2 separate regions of the Pan troglodytes genome follow, and region 2 is linked to region 1. A link is a contact called in public Hi-C data. All regions are on one chromosome and are shown on one strand. Each heading gives the region's core, a stretch centred on a gene start, on an enhancer-like site or on the middle of the called end of the contact. The rest is flanking DNA. Distances are from core to core; before and after follow the strand shown.

The links. Hi-C and Micro-C count contacts between places; a contact is called where the count stands out from the background.
Region 2: a Hi-C map of stem cell-derived neural progenitor cells shows a contact between it and region 1, with 5 times the contacts expected there. The contact joins the promoter of CDKN1B here to the enhancer-like site in region 1. A contact is called at or near these places in 1 of 7 Hi-C or Micro-C datasets (stem cell-derived neural progenitor cells) and 1 of 1 datasets of contacts at active chromatin or transcription factors (stem cell-derived excitatory neurons).

Annotation. Positions count from the first base shown.
Region 1 is chr10:19,387,650-19,391,415 of NHGRI_mPanTro3-v2.0_pri, forward strand. All of the region lies in intron 2 of LRP6 (LDL receptor related protein 6), which reads right to left. Among named protein-coding and RNA genes, the nearest start is that of LRP6, 26 kb to the right of the region's middle. Within about 2 kb of position 1,647, at least 6 of the 24 cell types and tissues checked have an H3K27ac peak or open chromatin away from gene starts, as enhancers often do. A contact at or near this core is called in stem cell-derived neural progenitor cells, where this site is marked.
Region 2 is chr10:19,865,700-19,869,465 of NHGRI_mPanTro3-v2.0_pri, forward strand. It overlaps CDKN1B (cyclin dependent kinase inhibitor 1B), which reads left to right and starts at 1,569. Exons shown (of 3, transcript XM_522347.7): 1 at 1,569-3,152; 2 at 3,663-3,766. The coding sequence starts at 2,678.

The DNA of each region.
Region 1 (3,766 bases), core at 397-2,896:
ATTGTTACAAAAATAAAAACAATCATATTTTATTCCTAGTTCACAAATTAGCTGACAAATCCCTCCTTCCAAAATCTTAAAGATTCATTGTAATTTCTGAAGAGTCATCAACTCTGGAATACATCGAAGGTAGACAAAATCCCCAAGTGCAGGCAGCCTATACTCATAAAGGTACCCTATTCTTTTTCTTCTTTTTTTTTTCATCTCCAGCCATACAGAGGAAGGTATCCTATTCTTTATAATCACCAAGTTTCAATCTTCTACTAAGGATGAATGAAAAGCTCAATGTTACAAGCAAAGAAAGCTTTTATTAAAAAGCAAAGCTATTAAAATACTGTGTTATGTAAAGGCATTCAGTTATACTACAACTACTCCCCTTCAAAATTCCTTCAATAAATGCTAGGAGATATGGAGCATAAAGAAGTAGACAATACAATTGAAACTTATTAATTTGAGACACGGTGATGGATATTACTTGATATGAAGAAACTAAAACTGGATGAGAGTTAAGATATTTAAAAAAAAAAAAAACCCTACATTAACATTTGAGAACACATGTACACACACACACAAAGAGACACACACCACGAGTTTGTTGTTTCTTAATTTCCAAGACCCTGATTCATATGCCATTCAAGCTAAACCCATAATCCAGATTTCCCGAAAAGATTAGTGGTTCTTCTAACACATCACTCTTATTTTTTAGATAATGATCTCAAAAAACCTCATCTCCAAACATATGTGAATCTATATAATCTGCCTAAATGTAACTGGCTACATTTTCCACTTTCCATACAAAAAGAATCTTTTTATGGCCGGGCACAGTGGCTCACGCCTGTAATGCCAGCACTTTGGGAGGCCGAGGTGGGCAGATCATGAGGTCAGGATATCGAGACCATCCTGGCTAACATGGCGAAACCCGTCTCTACTAAAAATACAAAAAATTAGCTAGGCAAAGTGGCAGGTGCCTGTAGTCCCAGCTACTCGGGAGGCTGAGGCAGGAAAACGGTGTGAACCCAGGAGGCGGAGCTTGCAGTGAGCCAAGATCGCGCCACTGCACTCCAGCCTGGGCAACAGAGTGAGACTCCATCTCAAAAATAAATAAATAAATAATAAATAAAAATACATACTTTTAAAATATAAATATCATTCAAAGCTGTTTAATATAAATTCACTTCAAATTGAATCATTAAAGTTTAACTTTATCAAAAAAATCTAAAATGATTTGGAATATGAAAGGATCCTAAACAAACGAACAAAACACCCTTAAACTTGACACAGGTCCTCAACATCACCAAGATTAGTACGGTTGCTTAGCATGGTAACTGTGGAATCAGACTGAGGGGCTCCAGCATTAGGAGCAGCCACATAGGAATCACCTCTACTCACTGTAACATAAGACAACTGTTTACTGTAACTCTGGTTGTTCATTTCTCTAACAATTTCATACACACATCTTCCCGTTGCTTAGTCTGAACTGTACACTGCTAGTCATTATTATAAGGAAAAAAAAAATCTCAGACTAATATAATAGAGGCCAAATTTAGAGAGAGGAATAAAAATCTTCCTTCAGTCTAGGCTAAATGGACTGATTACACAAAGAACTCCATACATCCGAAAGCACACAGATGTCTGCACTAGTTCCCAGGGCTCAAACAATACCAGTCATTCAATAGCTTTCCTTTTACGTAAGTTGCTATGAGAGAGCTCAATCAGCTCTTGTGAACCTCATAATCCAGGATCCTGGAACTCTGAAAAGTCTACATTTTTCCTCAGCACTGTTTTCATGTACTTTGTCTGGAACTCAAACTTCGTATTTCCCCCAAAAAATAAATCTGGAAATCATCTCTTCTGTTTGACAAATGATGTACTCTACCTATAATTACTTTTCAACTAAAACCACAATCCACGATACAAATCTAAGATCATTAACACTGAAAGATCATCTGATGAATATATTTTTCAGTGTAGGAGTTTAAAATATAATTTTAAATACGCTCTATCATTTGTACATATATCAAATGTATATATACCATTTGACCAGATTCTATTTGTTTCCAGTTGAGTCGTTTTTAAAATAACCATGACACAAAATGACTTCTCAAAATTAAAAGAAATTTTGAGAGGACTGTTAAAGCTGGGGAGGGGGGTTGAATTTACCCACTCTCTCTCCCCTACTCTCCCCTCCTCTGCCTCCCACATTAACCACACACATCAAAAATAATACAAAATATTTCACTGGGTGTTTGACCAAGCCTTTAGTCCACAGAAAGAGTTATTCTTCACTGAACCACCTTCAGAAGCTAAATAACACTACCTTCTACCTTCAAAGTAAATTGCTACTGATTCTTCCAATAATCTTTTTTATCAGCTAAGTCTTTGGTGAATTCTCACATTCAATAATGAGAAATAACAAGGATAAATTAAAGCCACAGAAACTCTAAAGTATTTTTTAATCAAATGGCAAAATTACTTCAGAAGATACTTATCAGACCTGCTACCCAGAAGTAAAGCTCATTAGTTTTGGGGAACAAAATGAAAATGATTAATTTACTCACTGAACTGTTAGATCCTGAAGAGTCAAGAGGAACTATATACATTCAGTTCCCTTTAATAATGTACTATCAGGTAATCATTAATCTCTTATAGAAATGATCAAGATCCCATTCCAAAATTTGGTAATGAAGCTCATAACAGCTCTTGTGCCCCTTCTAATTATTTTAACACTCTTCCTCTCTTCACATTCATGTTACATAATGCAAATAAACATGCTTTGAAGAAGAAAAAGTTGTCTCTCCCAAGTTTTCTGTCCTTAAACAGTAAAGATAAACCAAACCCCCTCTCTCCAACCAGAGTACAAAATGCAGAACTCTGAACATAATAACCATTTAACAGATATTTCATTAAATTTCAATCATCACCCTTACAGTGGTAAAATTGAACTTGTCAAGAAGAGGAGAAAAAAGAACTTTATCTTTTCACCACAGTATTCTTCCCTAATGACGACTACAAGCACCAAAATCCTATGTGTTCTACAAAGCAGTAACCTCAGAAACATTTCAACACCCTCTGAGCCTTACAAACTCTGTTAGCAAAACACAAACTCCATTTCTCAAAAATATCTATAAAGTTCTCAACAACCAAATTCTTTGATAACTACAGTTACATCTGAGACCTCCTCCTCAGGACATCCAATCGTTTTTCCTACGATCAGAGGCACTACAATATTTCCTGGTGCTTTAAGAGCACCATCTTGCTTCAACAAACACGTTTTAATTTCACTCTAAAAAATACATATTTGTATTTCCAGACATCTCCCTCTAAAATTTCCCTATACTACTGCCCACATTATCCTTTACAGTCAAATCAGTCTTCTCATTTTTCTACAACATGGCATCCTGTTCAACCTCTGTAACCAAATCAGGCCTGATATCAAGATAAAGAAGCACATATAAACCTTTCTTCCATTCTCCCCAAGTTCTCATTTATTATATAAAAAGAATTCACTCCTTTCTATAAGGGAAATGAGTTTTAAAGCATTCTAATACAGCTGAAAGCTAAAGAAAACAAAGTATTAAAATAGTACAGGTTATTTATCTTTGGATTTTAACCAAATATTAGTCATTTTAGGTTCATGTTCAGATAGTTATCTATACTTAGCCATGACAGACTAGCCATGACAATTTATTCAATAAAGAAATATCACAAAATGGTATATACTAATAGTAGAAATGAGACATAGTAACAGAGAAGCAATGTGAGGATA
Region 2 (3,766 bases), core at 319-2,818, 480 kb after region 1:
ATAGATGCACATATATAGAGTTCCTGTGTTGTTAGTAATTGTTTTAAAATTTGGACAATTATCTAATTTCTAGGGTAAGGTATAAATTATGGTAGGGAGGCCTACCCTAATTTTCCTGTCCCTTTTCCCCCAGTCTGCAGTCCAATAAATTGACAGCCTTAAAAGTAGAAAAACTAAAGAGGATGAGACCTCTTGCTTGATCCTAGGTGAATTCTTTTCTGTCAGTTAGGTAGGAAGTCCTGACTTGAAAACTAGTTCTGGGCACTGCCCCCTTTACTGTTCTCTGGGTATCAACCCCTGTCCTTCAATTTTAGTTGAACTAGTGGATGGTGATACCACAGGCTCAAGACAGCTGCATTTAAATATCAGTGACCACAGGCCACATCAAGGAAACATCTGCAGGCAACCCAGGGCCTGGGAAGGAGCCATTTTCAGTCACTTGTAAGACAGCAGGACCTGCAGACTACAGCACAATCAAACTCAGACAAAACCCTGAACCAGTGAGAACCATTAGGAAGGAAAGGAACAGAAAATGAACCAACCTGAGTGTTAGGAGACTTGCATCTAGTCCTGCCTCCGGTACCAACCGAATGCATGTCCCTGGACAGGAAACCTCTCTGAGTCTCGATTTCCTCCGTGGTAAAAAGGAGAGGGTTAAACCACAGGGTCCCGAGGGTCCCTTCCAGCTGTCACATTCTGGAGCGTATGAGATGAGGTAGGCACACAAAGTGGACAAGATGTGGCTAAGAAAACAAGCTACACATCAAGCTCATCTGTAGCATAGGTGCTTAAGAAAACTTTGCTGCTGTGTAATATTAGAACGGAAGGTTGGTTTCCAGTAAAATGCATTAACTTTGGCTCAAACCAAGATGATGGGTACCGGGCATGGGGGTGGGGAGGCAGTTGAAGATCCACTGAGCTTTGTCTCAGGGCAGCCCTGCTCATCGTCCTACTTTATCTTCCACCACGGTGCTCAAGCCCACACTGAGAGAGAAATTTCCAGCTGCAAAAGGGAGAAGAGAAACGCTGGAATACTAGTATCGGATGTTAGGACATGGTTGTGGTGTTTTAAAAATCATTTCATCATCTGGAGTTTGACCCCGAGGGGAGTATTTTCACCCTTCAGCCCTCTGAAAGCATTCACTAGCATCTGAATATTGTTCTGAGTTTGTTGGAGCAGTGAAGTCTGGTGAGAGAGAAGGGTGGAGGAAGGAAGGAGCTGTTGTATTTGGCGGCTGGACTCAGGTAGAGGAAACTGCTACAATCCCGGGAAAGAACAGAAAAGTAGAAAGGGACGAGTTCCCACACGCAGCCAATGTCCATGGCCTTAACTGTGCTTGGGAAGGAAGATCCTGGGCCAGGGGTGTACCCTTGTTTTTCAAAACTAAACGTGTCTGAGACAGCTACAAAGTTTATTAAGGGACTTGAGAGACTAGAGGTTTTTTTTTTTTTTAATCTTGAGTTCCTTTCTTATTTTCATTGAGGGAGAGCTTGAGTTCATGATAAGTGCCGCGTCTACTCCTGGCTAATTTCTAAAAGAAAGACGTTCGCCTTGGCTTCTTCCCTAGGCCCCCAGCCTCCGCAGGGATGGCAGAAACTTCTGGGTTAAGGCTGAGCGAACCATCGCCCACTGCCTCCACCAGCCCCCAGCAAAGGCACGCCGGCGGGGGGGCGCCCAGCCCCCCCAGCAAACGCTCCGCGGCCTCCCCCGCAGACCACGAGGTGGGGGCCACTGGGGAGGGCCGAGCTGGGGGCAGCTCGCCACCCCGGCTCCCAGCGAGCTGCCGGCGACCTTCGCGGTCCTCTGGTCCAGGTCCCGGCTTCCCGGGCGAGGAGCGGGAGGGAGGTCGGGGCTTAGGCGCCGCTGCGAACCCGCCAGCGCAGCGCCGGGCCCCGAACCCCAGGCCCCGCCCCAGGTTCCCGGCCGTTTGGCTAGTTTGTTTGTCTTAATTTTAATTTCTCCGAGGCCAGCCAGAGCAGGTTTGTTGGCAGCAGTACCCCTCCAGCAGTCACGCGACCAGCCAATCTCCCGGCGGCGCTCGGGGAGGCGGCGCGCTCGGGAACGAGGGGAGGTGGCGGAACCGCGCCGGGGCCACCTTAAGGCCGCGCTCGCCAGCCTCGGCGGGGCGGCTCCCGCCGCCGCAACCAATGGATCTCCTCCTCTGTTTAAATAGACTCGCCGTGTCAATCATTTTCTTCTTCGTCAGCCTCCCTTCCACCGCCATATTGGGCCACTAAAAAAAGGGGGCTCGTCTTTTCGGGGTGTTTTTCTCCCCCTCCCCTGTCCCCGCTTGCTCACGGCTCTGCGACTCCGACGCCGGCAAGGTTTGGAGAGCGGCTGGGTTCGCGGGACCCGCGGGCTTGCACCCGCCCAGACTTGGACGGGCTTTGCCACCCTCTCCGCTTGCCTGGTCCCCTCCCCTCTCCACCCTCCCGCTCGCCAGTCCATTTGATCAGCGGAGACTCGGCGGCCGGGCCGGGGCTTCCCCGCAGCCCCTGCGCGCTCCTAGAGCTCGGGCCGTGGCTCGTCGGGGTCTGTGTCTTTTGGCTCCGAGGGCAGTCGCTGGGCTTCCGAGAGGGGTTCGGGCTGCGTAGGGGCGCTTTGTTTTGTTCGGTTTTGTTTTGTTTTGTTTTTTTGAGAGTGCGAGAGAGGCGGTCGTGCAGACCCGGGAGAAAGATGTCAAACGTGCGAGTGTCTAACGGGAGCCCTAGCCTGGAGCGGATGGACGCCAGGCAGGCGGAGCACCCCAAGCCCTCGGCCTGCAGGAACCTCTTCGGCCCGGTGGACCACGAAGAGTTAACCCGGGACTTGGAGAAGCACTGCAGAGACATGGAAGAGGCGAGCCAGCGCAAGTGGAATTTCGATTTTCAGAATCACAAACCCCTAGAGGGCAAGTACGAGTGGCAAGAGGTGGAGAAGGGCAGCTTGCCCGAGTTCTACTACAGACCCCCGCGGCCCCCCAAAGGTGCCTGCAAGGTGCCGGCGCAGGAGAGCCAGGATGTCAGCGGGAGCCGCCCGGCGGCGCCTTTAATTGGGGCTCCGGCTAACTCTGAGGACACGCATTTGGTGGACCCAAAGACTGATCCGTCGGACAGCCAGACGGGGTTAGCGGAGCAATGCGCAGGAATAAGGAAGCGACCTGCAACCGACGGTAATGACCCTTTCCCAACCATAGAATGTGTTTGGGGCCCCGCTTTGCCTGCTGGAGGGTGTTAACCGTAGCTTGTTTTTCGGCGTATTCTGATTTAGCTTTGGGAGAGCTAACTTTATTGGTCTTAGGTGTTCAGTGCTACCTGGCCCACTGCTTGTCTGTTTGTGACTTTTAAGTCAGAAACTGGAGATGGTAAGATCCGATAATTTCCCTAACTTAATACATCTTGGTTCCTCTCACTAGCAACTCCTAGGTATGTGACAAAGTTGGGATGTTTATCAACGGTCCGCCTCCTGGCTAGGGAGAGAGCTCTGGGGCGGAGAATGCACTTTCTGTTTTTTGAAAACAACCTCATTTTGTGCCCTTAAAAGCCACTGGGGATGACGGATCCAGGATTGTGGGTGGAGGTAGTGGGTTTTTCATCCCCTGACTATGGGGCCAACTTCTGCCAGCCATTGTTTTTTCTAATAAAGATTGTGTGTTCTTTTTAAAAATTTCCCCTGCGCTTAGATTCTTCTACTCAAAACAAAAGAGCCAACAGAACAGAAGAAAATGTTTCAGACGGTTCCCCAAATGCCGGTTCTGTGGAGCAGACGCCCAAGAAGCCTGGCCTC